4 separate regions of the Mus musculus genome follow, and all the other regions are linked to region 4. Evidence: chromatin contacts called from public HiCAR-type and promoter capture Hi-C data. All regions are on one chromosome and are shown on one strand. The core of a region is the stretch at or near the end of the contact, and the rest is flanking DNA. Distances in the headings are between cores, read along the strand shown.

Evidence for each region. Promoter capture Hi-C pulls out the DNA fragments that hold promoters and counts their contacts. HiCAR-type assays count read pairs that join an accessible place to other places.
Region 1: a promoter capture Hi-C map of pre-B cells shows a contact between it and region 4, with 3 times the contacts expected there. The contact joins the promoter of Lsm4 here to the promoter of Rab8a in region 4. A contact is called at or near these places in 2 of 39 promoter capture datasets (liver and pre-B cells).
Region 2: a promoter capture Hi-C map of liver shows a contact between it and region 4, with 5 times the contacts expected there. The contact joins the promoter of Arrdc2 here to the promoter of Rab8a in region 4. A contact is called at or near these places in 3 of 39 promoter capture datasets (hippocampal neurons, liver and pre-B cells) and 1 of 115 datasets of contacts at active chromatin or transcription factors (astrocytes).
Region 3: a contact with region 4 is called in a HiCAR-type map of astrocytes, with 4 times the contacts expected there. The contact joins the promoter of Ccdc124 here to the promoter of Rab8a in region 4. A contact is called at or near these places in 1 of 39 promoter capture datasets (pre-B cells) and 2 of 115 datasets of contacts at active chromatin or transcription factors (astrocytes and embryonic hindbrain).

Annotation. Positions count from the first base shown.
Region 1 is chr8:70,671,881-70,674,975 of GRCm38.p6, forward strand. It overlaps Lsm4 (LSM4 homolog, U6 small nuclear RNA and mRNA degradation associated), which reads left to right and starts at 1,351. Exons shown (of 5, transcript NM_015816.4): 1 at 1,351-1,577. The coding sequence starts at 1,575.
Region 2 is chr8:70,838,237-70,841,070 of GRCm38.p6, forward strand. Arrdc2 (arrestin domain containing 2) reads right to left here and starts at 1,484. Exons shown (of 8, transcript NM_027560.1): 1 at 892-1,484; 2 at 743-809; 3 at 458-605. The coding sequence starts at 1,165.
Region 3 is chr8:70,872,160-70,874,859 of GRCm38.p6, forward strand. It overlaps Ccdc124 (coiled-coil domain containing 124), which reads right to left and starts at 1,331. Exons shown (of 5, transcript NM_026964.3): 1 at 1,300-1,331.
Region 4 is chr8:72,159,850-72,162,838 of GRCm38.p6, forward strand. It overlaps Rab8a (RAB8A, member RAS oncogene family), which reads left to right and starts at 1,351. Exons shown (of 8, transcript NM_023126.2): 1 at 1,351-1,633. The coding sequence starts at 1,510.

The sequences.
Region 1 (3,095 bases), core at 101-2,600, 1.5 Mb before region 4:
GTACCAGGGCCTTTCAGCAGCTTGGTCAAACAGCTGTCCTGCTTGGGACAGCTCAGGGTGGAGCTCTGATTCCATAACCAGTAGCCAAAGAAAATAAAAATAAATAGAAGGGCTAGGAGATGGCTCCATGGGTAAAAATGCTTCCTGATGAGAAGGCTAGGCTGACTTCATGACAAGCTTCAAACTGGCAGTTAAGGAGAGGTGGCCTAAATCTGTTTCCAAGAACTGGCCAATTCCAGACAAGTCCAGGCCTCAGAAGCTGCCCCACCACCTGGCCTGAGGCAAGGACAATGGGTAAGCAACAGTTTCCAGACCTCCCCAGTAAGTTTCCAGCCCCCGCAGCCCTGCCATGGAACGTCCATAGAGATGGACCTCACAGATTAACATAGAGGTCACCTGCCCCGGAATTTCCTAATGTGCTTTAAATCAAACCTCCAAGTTAACATGGGTGTCTATTTTGGTAATTCGAGACTCCAGCATGCTCAACTTCTGCATAATAAGACACTCTTTGAGTTTTCATACTATTTGAGTCCGGAATATCATTCTTTGGCACCCCTACTGGGCAAGCATGAGAACCTGAATTTGTAGCTCAAGAAGACACATTAAACCATGGTGGTGCACACCTGCAATCCCAGCACTCACTAGGATCTCTGGAAGGTCGATACCAGCCTGGTCTACATTGTGTGTTCAAGGCCAGCTAGGGATGTACAGAGAAACACTATGTTCCTCCCAAAATGATAATGATTTTTTTTAAAGCAAGGATTAAAGCTTGATGGCCCACAGTGGCCATCCAGCAGTGGAGAAGCCGAGTCGGGGTCTAATGCAAGTTCATGATCGGCTAGCTTCAGCTGCCACAGAAGCCCATCTCAAAACAGGAAAATCCCAGAGATTTGTTTTCACTTCCTGTCGCCAGGGAACGCCAGACCTGCCGTTCGTGTTCAAAGATTCTATTTGAGTTGGTAAAGACAAAGAGATCCATAAGGGCAAGAATGGAAGGCTAGAGCTGGGCAGTGGTGGCGCACGCCTTTAATCCCAGCACTTGGTGGGCAGAGGCAGGCGGATTTCTGAGTTCGAGGCCAGCCTGGTCTAGAGTGAGTTCCAGGAACAGCCAGAGCTACACAGAGAAGCAATGTCTCGAAAACAAAACAAAACAAAACAAAGAATGAAAGGCTAGGAGCGCAAAATAGGCACCGCGCGACTCGCATGCATTAGCCAGCTTCGCCCACAGTGTGGCGCCGAATTAGGCGCCGAACCAGATCCAGGAGAGCACCTCTGCGCAGGCGCCCTTTCCCAACATACACCCCGTAGTGGGCGTAACTTGTGCTGCGGCCTTTTGCGTCGTTCTAGTGTCGCACTTTACGGCTACCTCTCAATCCCACCGTAGAAATACGGTGAGGCCGTCCGTCTTGTTCCGTAGGTACCGCCCTAGCCCGTCCCGATTGGATAGATGTCCGTTGAGCTGCTCGCTGATTGGTCATAGTTTCTGCCAGTCTTTTTCAGTCTGGGGCGCGCGGTGGGCCGCCGGTGGGAGCGCGTGTGTCTGTGCCGCGGCGGAAGTTATCGCTGCAGGGAAGATGGTGAGGGCCGCGAGGCGGAGGGGCGCGCGCAGGGTCTTCGGGCTGCTGAGAGATGGGGGAAACTGAGGCCGGAGTGACCGGTGTCCCTCCAGGGCCCCAGACGGTCACCGTTGGGGATTTATCTCTTGATGGACACGGTTTTTGCGACCGGAAGAGGGACTATGATCGTTTCCGGGGCTTGTCACCGTCATTGATAGGAAAGCTGCGTTTCCGGGAAATGGGCGGGCTTAATGGCTCACGTGGGCTTCGTTGCCCTCTTGATGCTTATCTGGTGTCTGACCTCAGCTGCCCACGCCTTTGGCTGGAAATCCAGCTCAGAGAGCGGGTTGATTCTCTCCCTGGGACACACAGCATGTCTTGCTCAGGAAGAAAGGATTTTTTTTTTCTCCTAGTTTAGGCTCAGGCCTCCTCAGTTTGGGGACTCTTAGACCTGGCATAAACAAGTAAAGGAGGCCAGGTTTCCCCCTGCTCTGTCGAGGGGCGCGTTGGCCTAAGTGAGGAGAGCCACATATTCCCATCTCCCCAGTTCTTGATGGTAGGATATTTGGTTTGTTTTTTGGTTAGGCTTTCTGATCTGAACTGACATAATCCAGGCTAACCTCAAACTCCTGATCCTCTTGCTTCAGTCACTGGAGTATGGAAAGGACACGTGTATACTCCACATTTGAGTCAGGATGTGAGGCAGGGTCTCATATAGCCCAGGCTGCCTTTGAACTCCATTTGTATACATGCATCACTGTGAACTCCTGACCCTGCCTTTACTCCAGAATGACCCTGGGTTTTGTGGTGCAGGAACTCTAGGCCTAACACATGCTAGGTAAGCACTCCCCACTGGGTGTACCCTGAGCCTTCCTGAAGGGATGGCCAGGTGCGTCCAGGACTGGACACCCACCTCATGCAGGTGCGCACAGACACTCCCATATCTCTGCGGTCAGGCTGGTACAGGAGTGTCCCAGCTGAACATTCCTGAACTCAGAGCCCTAGACTTGGTTCTTTAGCTATCTCATCTACACACTGGATCCCAGAGAGTCTGGATGATGGCTGAGAAGGAATTTCCCTTCCTGGAACTGGCTCCTCTAATGGGAGGTGCTGGGACTGGATTCCAGAACGGGTGGCTATAACACCTGCAGCTGCTCTGTGTAAAGCTATGTCTCCTCCACTCAAAAGCCTGTGACTATCCCAGCTCCAGCCTCCCTGTCTGCCCTGGCCCATTTCACTCTGAGCTTTTTCTTCCTTCATTTTGGGGAGACATTCCTAATTACTTCTTTCATTCCTCTCTCCCACTGCACACACAGTAGGGGAGTGGGGGGTTGTGGTGGCCTGTCCCTACACCACACTTTTCTTACCTGTGGCACTGGACAGGATGCACCTGTGCTGGGTGTCCCCACCCCTGCGTGTTCAGCAAGTGTTTACTGCTCCTCCCTGCTGCAGCAGAGCCCACGCCCACACTGACCTTGTGTCTAGCCAGGGAGACTGATGCTAATCACCCATAATTAGAGAGCGGCTTCAGCTGCTGAG
Region 2 (2,834 bases), core at 234-2,733, 1.3 Mb before region 4:
CCTTTAATTCCAGCACTTGGTAGGCAGAGGCAGGCAGATTTCTGAGTTCGAGGCCAGCCTTATCTACAAAGTGAGTTCCAGGACATCCAGGGCTATACAGAGAAACCCTGTTTCAAAAAAACCAAAACAAAACAAAACAAAAAACAAAAACAAACAAGAAAAGAAAAAGAAATAAAGCAAAACCCAAAACCAGTAAAGACAAAAGCAAACACAAAAACAAAAATAGCCCTATCATATCCTGCTTTCCAAATGGGGTATCTGAGGCTGGGAAAGAGCAAGATACCTTCCCAGAGGCACACAGCAGGTGAGCACCCTCAGAATTTGCACTTACCTATAGTGGGTTTTAAACTCACCACTAACTCCTGGCTCCCTGTTACAGAGGTCATTTGAGACCCTCAAATCTAAAAGGTGTCAAGCAGCCAGGCTGGACCCCAACCCCCATGGGGCAGCCACTTGCCAGCAGGGCAGGTGTGTTTATGTCCACAGGTTCAATGACAGTGAACACCTTCCGGGCGCAGCGTGCAGGGACCCATGGCCGGTGCAGAGTGGCTTTGATGGAATAGCGGACGCTGCCGTGTTTGCCCTCGAAGGATGTCACCAGGGAGCTGGGGTGGCAAGAGTGGGTAATCAGAGGATCACTATCAGGAGATAGTGGGGTGAAGGGCATACAAGAGGGATGTCCCGAGAAGTCAGGGCTGAGGGAACCCTAGATGCCCAGCCAGAAGGCGACAGTGGGGCTTACATAGGCAGCTGGAAGCTGAAGGGAAACTCGTGGCGTCCAGCGGGAAGCGTGGCGATATCCCCCGAGTCTAGGAACAAGACCCGGGGCTCAGCGGACGTAGGCCTGGGAATCGCATGCTCGGTGCGCCCCAAAAGGTCCCCAGCCCGTACCTGGCGCGAGCAGCGTGGCGCGGTGGTTCACGACTTCCACGCGCTCGCTGTAACTCTGAGTATAAGCAGTGCTGGAGCCCGCGCTGCGCGACTCCGTCCAGTGCGCGCGCGCGCGGCCCCGAGCGCGCAGCCTGAGCGCGCCCACGCGTGCCGCGCCCGCAAGCTCCAACAGTACCCGGCCTGCCACGGCCTGGCCTCCGTGGAACACGGGCTCGGTGCCCGTGCGCGCCCCGTCTATCTCTACTACGAACGCCTTCACCTTATCGAACAGCATTGCGGTGACGGTCGCGAACCCAAAAAAGAGATCGGCCAGGTGCTCGAACCCGCGAAAAGAAAGAGCTAGAGACTGCGAACGCAGCGGGCTCGAACTACGTACACACACAAGCGGGACAACAGGACGGAAGACCGCTGGGGACCCGCAGCTGCGTCGCACTTATAGGACGGTTGGAGGGCGGGGCCTGAGGAGAAGACCGCACCTACCGGAAGAGACTCCGCAAACACAGCAGTAGGGAACGGGACCCCAGAAAAGACTAGGCCAATAGCGCGGCGAAGGAATGGCCTGAGGAGAAAGCCACACCTTCAGGAGAAGACTCCACCAATAGCGCGCTGAGGAGGCGGGGCCTGAAAAAGCCTGGTTCTGCTGAGAGAATTAGGCCAAAGGCTCCACGAGGGCGGTGGCCTGATAGAAAGCTCCCCCCCCTACAAGGGACCAGGCCAATAGCGTGTGAAGGGCGTGGTCTGAGGGGGCAAAATCAGCTCCTGCGAGAAAGTCAGTAGCATCGAGGGGCGGGGCGGGGCGGGGCGTTAGAGAAAGCCTCGCCTACCGGAAAGAACTTCACCAATAGCGCGGTGGGGCGTGGCCTCACGAGGCTCCAGACAAAATAACCCTTGCTTGGTTCTGAACCGGAGCCTAAGTGGGAGGTGCTGCAGCGCGGCTCTGCCGCCTTAGGTCTCGCAAATACACAAACAAGGAAGCCCAGGAATAGGGAAACTGGTCTTAGTCACCCAGCGTGACAACTGTCACTATTTTTTTTTTCTGTTGCTTTTTGAGACGGGTTCTCATGTAGCCCAAACTTACCTGGGACTTGAGACAGTCCCCCTGCTTCTGTTTACAAGATTGGCCAGTAGTTTTGTGTTCCCTTGGCTAGTCTGGAACTCACTGTGTAGACCAGGCTGGCCTTGAACTCATAGAGGCGAGGTTGCCACTGCTTCCCGAGTGCTGGAATTAAAGCTCAAATCGGATTTCTGAACCCGAAAGCTTTATTTTCTTCTGAGGCCAAGTCTCACATAGCCTCCAATGCATCTCGTACTCTAACCAAGCCCGATGTTGAATTTGCCATCCTCCACCAGTCTTCCAGAGCTGACTTGATAGGCGTTTGCCTTAGTACCTGACTGTTTCTTAAACTTAAAAAAAAAAAGATTTATTTATTTGTATATGTATATGAGTACACTGTAGCTGTCTTCAGACACACCAGAAGAGAGCCATTACAGATGGCTGTGAGCCACTGTGTGGTTCCTGGGAATTGAACTCAGGATCTCTGGAAGAGCAGTCTGTGCTCTTAGCCACTGAGCCATCTCTCCTGCCCGGCCTGGCTTTTTCTTATGTTTTCAGACAGGATCTCACACTGTAACCCAGGCTGCCCGGGAACTCAAGGCAATGGAACTCCGGTGTCAGCCTCTTAGATGCTGGGTTCGCAGGTGTGTCCACTAGGCCAGAACCTCCCAGCTTAATCATCAACTCGCTGCCGCCTGCAGACCTATCTGGGGCACCTTTTTTCAGGCCCATTGTTTCCGGCGATGCGAATTGGTGGGGACAGGGAAGTGTTGGTCCTTTCCCCCCCCCCCCGCATTGGGCACCCCCATTCAACCTAAAGGACCCTGGCAAGGGACAAGGAGGATGTGCCTCAATTTCCACTTCCATAAGGCCTAGGGGAACTTAGTCC
Region 3 (2,700 bases), core at 81-2,580, 1.3 Mb before region 4:
AAACTTTCCATCCTCCTGCCTCAGCAGGATGACAGGCATGCAGCATTATGCTGGGCTCATGTTTCTCTTCTAACCCAATAAACTCCTGCTGAAACTTCAGGGCAAGGCTGGCTGGGACTAGAGGCATGGCTGCCACGCTGGGACAGGTGGATACCTCTAAGCTCCAGGCCAGCCTAGGCCATACAGAGCATCCCTCAAGAAACAAACCAGGGTGCTGGTGAGATGGCTCAGTGGTTAAGAGCACTGACTGCTCTTCCAAAGGTCCTGAGTTCAAATCCCAGCAACCACATGGTGGCTCACAACCATCCGTAACAAAAATCTGATGCCCTCTTCTGGAGTGTCTGAAGACAGCTACAGTGTACACACATATAATAAATAAATCTTGAAAGAAAGAAAGAAAGAAAGAAAGAAAGAAAGAAAGAAAGAAAGAAAGAAAGAAAGAAAGAAAGAAAGAAAGAAAGAAAGAAAGAAAGAAAGAAAGAAAGAAAGAAAGAAAGAAAGAAAGGAAGAAAGAAAGAAAGAAAGAAAGAAAGAAAGAAAGAAACCAGTTCAGGTGTAGCACCAGAGAAGGCCGACCAAGAGCTCCTGACGTTCCCAGACCGGAAATTTCTCTTTAAGGCATTTGGTGGTGGCGTTGTGGGTGTGTGGGTGTGGAGTGGGTATCCGGAGTCATTTGTATCCAGAAAGAGCCTCGGTATCTTGCCCAGGCTATCCTGGAACTCAGAATCTTCCTGACTGAATGTCTACTGTATATATGTCATTTAACAAACCATCGTCATCAGCAAGTTGGGGGCATTAAGGAGTCCGCGAGCACGGACAGCAAAGGACCCTCCTCACTAGGGACCTGATCAGATCCGCACCACCACCTCAGTTTCCGGACCTACCTAGGGTCCGAGGCCGGGCATCGTGGGCCCACGCCTGTGATTCCAGCACTTAGCAATGCTGAAGTAGGAGAATTACACTGAGTTCGAGGCAGCCTAGACTACAAAATGAGCCCAGGACTCTAAATAATCCCCTTCGAAAAGTGCCTACGTGGTTCCCCATGACTGCCAGGCCGCGCGGCAGGAGGAAAGTGACAGAAAACTCCTACTCCTCCTCCTCCAGGAAGCCCTCCCGGCTCGACCTGGGCCGGAAACTGGCTGAACTCCCCGCGAGCTTCTGCGCCTGCGCGCTGGGAGCACCCACCACCGGGCACCCCATCTCCAGTTCCGCCTTCCCGCCGGCAGGACCCCCAGGCCGAGCCGCGCCCGCCCAGCGTGCCCCGCAACCCGGCTCCGCCCGCGCCACAGCCGTTCCTACCTCTTCCCCCGGCACCGGCTCGGTCGCGTGTCAATGACGTCGCCGCGCCTGCGTACTCAACTTTCGGTGGCGCTCTACTCATGACGTTCTCGAATGCCGCCATCTTGGTAGAGTCTGTAGGAGTTTTTCTCTGAGCCAAAATACTAAACCAGTGTTGCCAGCTCTCCTTCTTTCCAAGCAAAATGTTTTCAAGAATAACACGTTATCGGCCCATCTCAGATATTGGTGAACAAAAACGGAAGATAAACGCTAAACTCCATAACGGTGACCTCACCAAGATGGCCGCTGCCCGGAGAAAAGATGGGGAGGCCGGCCCCAGCCCTGTGGCGACGGCCGGGATGTGGTTGCTGTGCCACCAGGGGGCGTCAGTGGCCCACCCGGGGTGCGGGCCTGGCTGCTCTGGGCTCTTTGTCAGGCCAATGGCTCCTCCAACTCAGGGCAAAAGTGAGAAGACATCCCTTGCCCTGTCTGAGTCGGGAAACTGAGGGTCAGACGGAGTAGAAGTTGGATTAGACTAAATGCAACCGACATGGCCGTCATGGTGTCATTCATTCCAGCACTATGGGGCCCGAAGCAGAAGGACTGACTGCAGACCTAGGCCGAAAGTGACACTATCTCAAAAATAATTGAACATAACTGAATTGCTAAATAAATCACAAGCCGGCGCGGGGCGGTGGTGGCGCACGCCTTTAATCCCAGCACTCGGGAAGCAGAGGCAGGCGGATTTCTGAGTTCGAGGCCAACCTGGTCTACAGAGAGTGAGTTCCAGGACAGCCAGGGCTACACAGAGAGATCCCAGCTGCTCGGCGTCCGCTGCTGCCCGAGTCAGCCCCCGCCTTGTTGCTGAAGCCGACTGGCACTGCTTAATCTTTTGCTTTTCTTTACTCCCCCCTCCCCTAGTTCTTTTTTGATGCTTCTGTTGCTTCATTGACGATTAACTTCATCTTAGTCTGCAATACTTAGGATTTTGTGCATCTCTGACACAGTTACTGCCACATCCGGTCATCCTTGGAGTTTCTGGAGCCGTGAATGACCCTGAACTGGTCCCCCTGCCTCATTGTCCCAGGCGCTGGAATGGCAGGCATGGCCCTGTAGGAAAGAAAGCAGAAGGTTCAGTTCGAGGAGTCTATTACTGTGAGCGGGAATGCAGAGCAGGAAAGATGGCTTTGCGGGAAGAGGCGCTGCCCCATCCTCACCCTAACAGCAGCCGGAGCTGGCTCCCCGTCCGTGTGGTGGACTTTGAGAAGCACAAAAGGAAAGGCACACAACTCTCGGCGTGGTGTTTCAGTTTGTGGACTGCTAATGTTGGCTTTCTTGGGCCTTTTGCAGGTGATCAGCCTCTGCAGTGACTGCACGGACCCCAGAGGAGGATGGCCTCCTGTTGAGCCCAGCACACAGTAC
Region 4 (2,989 bases), core at 101-2,600:
CAGGAGTTGGATCTCTTTCCAGTAAGTATGCCCAGGAATTGAATACAATCCTCAGATTTAGCAACAAATGACTTACTTTACTGGCTGAGCCATGTAGTCAGCAACTCAGATCTTTTTTTTTTTAATTTATTTATTATATGTAAGTACACTGTAGCTGTCTTTAGACACCCCAGAAGAGGGCATCAGATCTCATTACTGATGATTGTGAGCCACCATGTAATTCAGGACCTCTGGAAGATCAGTAAGTGCTCTTAAACACTGAGCCATCTATCCACCCCCCCCCACTCCTTTTTTCTTTTTAAGATTTGAGTACACTGTAGTTGTCTTCAGACACACCAAAAGGGGGCACTGGATTCCATTACAGATGGTTATGAGGCACCATGTGGTTGCTGGGTATTGAACTCAAGGCCTCTGGAAGAGTAGTCTTAACCGCTGAGCCATCTCTCCAGCCCTCAGATGTTTATCTTAATGTGGCTTTATTTTATTTTGTCACTGTTCTCCCGTTACTCCGGGACTACACCTCAACATATTAAAAAACAGAAGGGAAAAAAAAATGCTACTCTGAAACCTAGGAAAGTCACTTCACCTGTCTTCAGTATACTTACCATAAAACGAGGAAAAGATTACCTACCAAGCCGGGCTGGTGTGGGGTGAAGGACCTTGACTTATTTTTAAGTATAGATAGCACCCGCAAGCACAGAAAAGAAAACAAAACAAAACAAAACAAAAAACGCTGCCATTACTTGGAAATGATAACATAGCCCTACCGGCGCTGAAGCCCTGGGATCGCTCACGGCAATGGCCGGCTTGCCTGTACAGCACCTAAGTAAGTCCAATGGTGGGCGCCAAGGCCGAGGAGCGAGTCTGCAGCACATCTTAACCCGCGCCACTTTTGCACCGCCGAAAATCCTCCTCAGAAGCATTACCACAGGTACTTCCTGCGCTTCGCCTCAGCGCCGGCTGCGGCTACGGCTGCTGCTGCGCAGGCAGAGAAGGCGGGAAACACGAGGCGTTCTCTGCGCGCGTGCGCTCTCTGCCAGAGCCAACCGTCTTCCCAGTACGCTTGCGCCTGTTCACCAAGCCCGTCCCTCCCACTCTCTCATCAACCAGCGCGCGGAATTGTTGGGGTCCCTCCTGTCGGGGGCAGGGCCTGGACGCTGAAGGGCTGAGGAGAAGGCGCGCACGGGAAGGCGGGGTCAAGATGTGACCACACCCATCGCTGGTCATTTGACGCCCTCACCCTCGACTCTCCAGCACTAGCCAATAACAAACCTCCCTATACCAAGCGTCAACCAATGGGCTGTGCAGTCGGCTGCTTCCGGCTCTGCGCCGCTTTCGCCTTTTTCCCCTGGGCTCTCTGCGACAGGCGGGGCTCCGGGTGGCGGGCGTAGGCCTGGATGATGCGCGGCGGGCAGGGGGCCAATAGGGGGCGGGATCTGAGATGATAGACGGGTCCAGCGACCAGTGGCGAGGCGCCGGCCGTACTTCCCGTCGGGGAGAGAGTGTAATATGGCGAAGACCTACGATTACCTGTTCAAGCTGCTGCTGATCGGGGACTCGGGGGTAGGGAAGACCTGTGTCCTGTTCCGCTTCTCCGAGGACGCCTTCAACTCCACATTCATCTCTACCATAGGTAGCGGGGCCTTGGGCGGCCGGTGACCAGGGCTGGACGCGCCCCTATGGGGCTGGGCTGAGGGATCGACTCAGGATCCACTCGGGCCGAGGATCCGGGAGGGTCACGGGGCTGGACAGAGAACCGCAGCGGCCTCCACCTCCCGCCAGGGAGTCCAGGCCGGGACCCTGGCGGGCGCCGGAGACCAAGGTGCAGACAGGGACATGCAGGCTGCAGTCTGAGGAAGAGCCTGCCCTGGGGTCCTGGCGCCTGTCAACTCTCTGTGTCTTTACATCAGACCTCTACACTGTTCTTCCGGGGAGACCCCCGTCTTCCAAAAGTGGAAACTGAGGCATGGAGGTGACACCTGACCTCGTAGTTTCCTATGTGGCAAGCTTGGCATGTGCAGTATCAAATCTGTAGTGTACTCGTGATGGGTGCTTTGTCCCTGGAGGAGGAATTTGAAACTGAGGGAGGGTGCGGCACGCACTGAAGGTCACAGTCTACAGGTATTAGGGATGAGATTTGAACCCAGGTGTGTCTGACTCCAAAATTCAAGGTTCAGCTGTTCCAGAGCTTCAAAGGACCAGCACCACTGATCCACATCTAAGTCAGGACTCCAACCCAAAGTCCTCCTGCCTTCTCTCTGAGGAATGGTGACAGTATCTGTCATCCTGGTGGGAATACAAGAGAAAAAGTTCCAGTAAGAAACTAAGTCCAGCCATGGCTACGTGCAGCCTTGACTGACTTCCTTTCACTGGGCCAAGAACACCACCTGAACAGCTTTTCCCCAGGGCTGCCTCACGGCACAGTTGAACAGAATTGGCTTGTGATGGCCCCAGTTCTGACGTCAAAAATGGTGCTGACCATGCTCCTTACCATGAATAGTCATGGCTCACATTGAGTGTTACCTGGAAGTAAATCCTGCCAAACAGAGTGACCTGGATGGTGTATGGTCCTGAAACAAGAGAATAGTCACTAGGCTTGGTTTATCCCTAGTCAGGATGTGGTTCCATTGTTGGAACCCTGGGTGCCATCTCCAGCACCCTGAAACCAGATGTGGTAGTGAACACCTGTAATGACAGCACTAAGGACAGGGAGGCAGGAAGATCGGGTGCTCAGGGTCATCCTTGGCTACATAGAGTGTTCAAGGCCAGCCTGGGCTGCATGAGACCCTGCCTTGGAAGGAAAAGGGAAACTGGGGGATGATTTCTGTGTAATGTCAACTAAGTTGTTGTCTCCCTGACCTGACCGTCATGTGATAATGCCATCTAATATCTCCTTCCCAGTCAGTGTTCTGAAGCAGTCGTGTGTCAGGCGTCAAGTATAGGGAACTGGACAGGGAATCATCATACTTGAACTCTAGGTTGAGCAAGC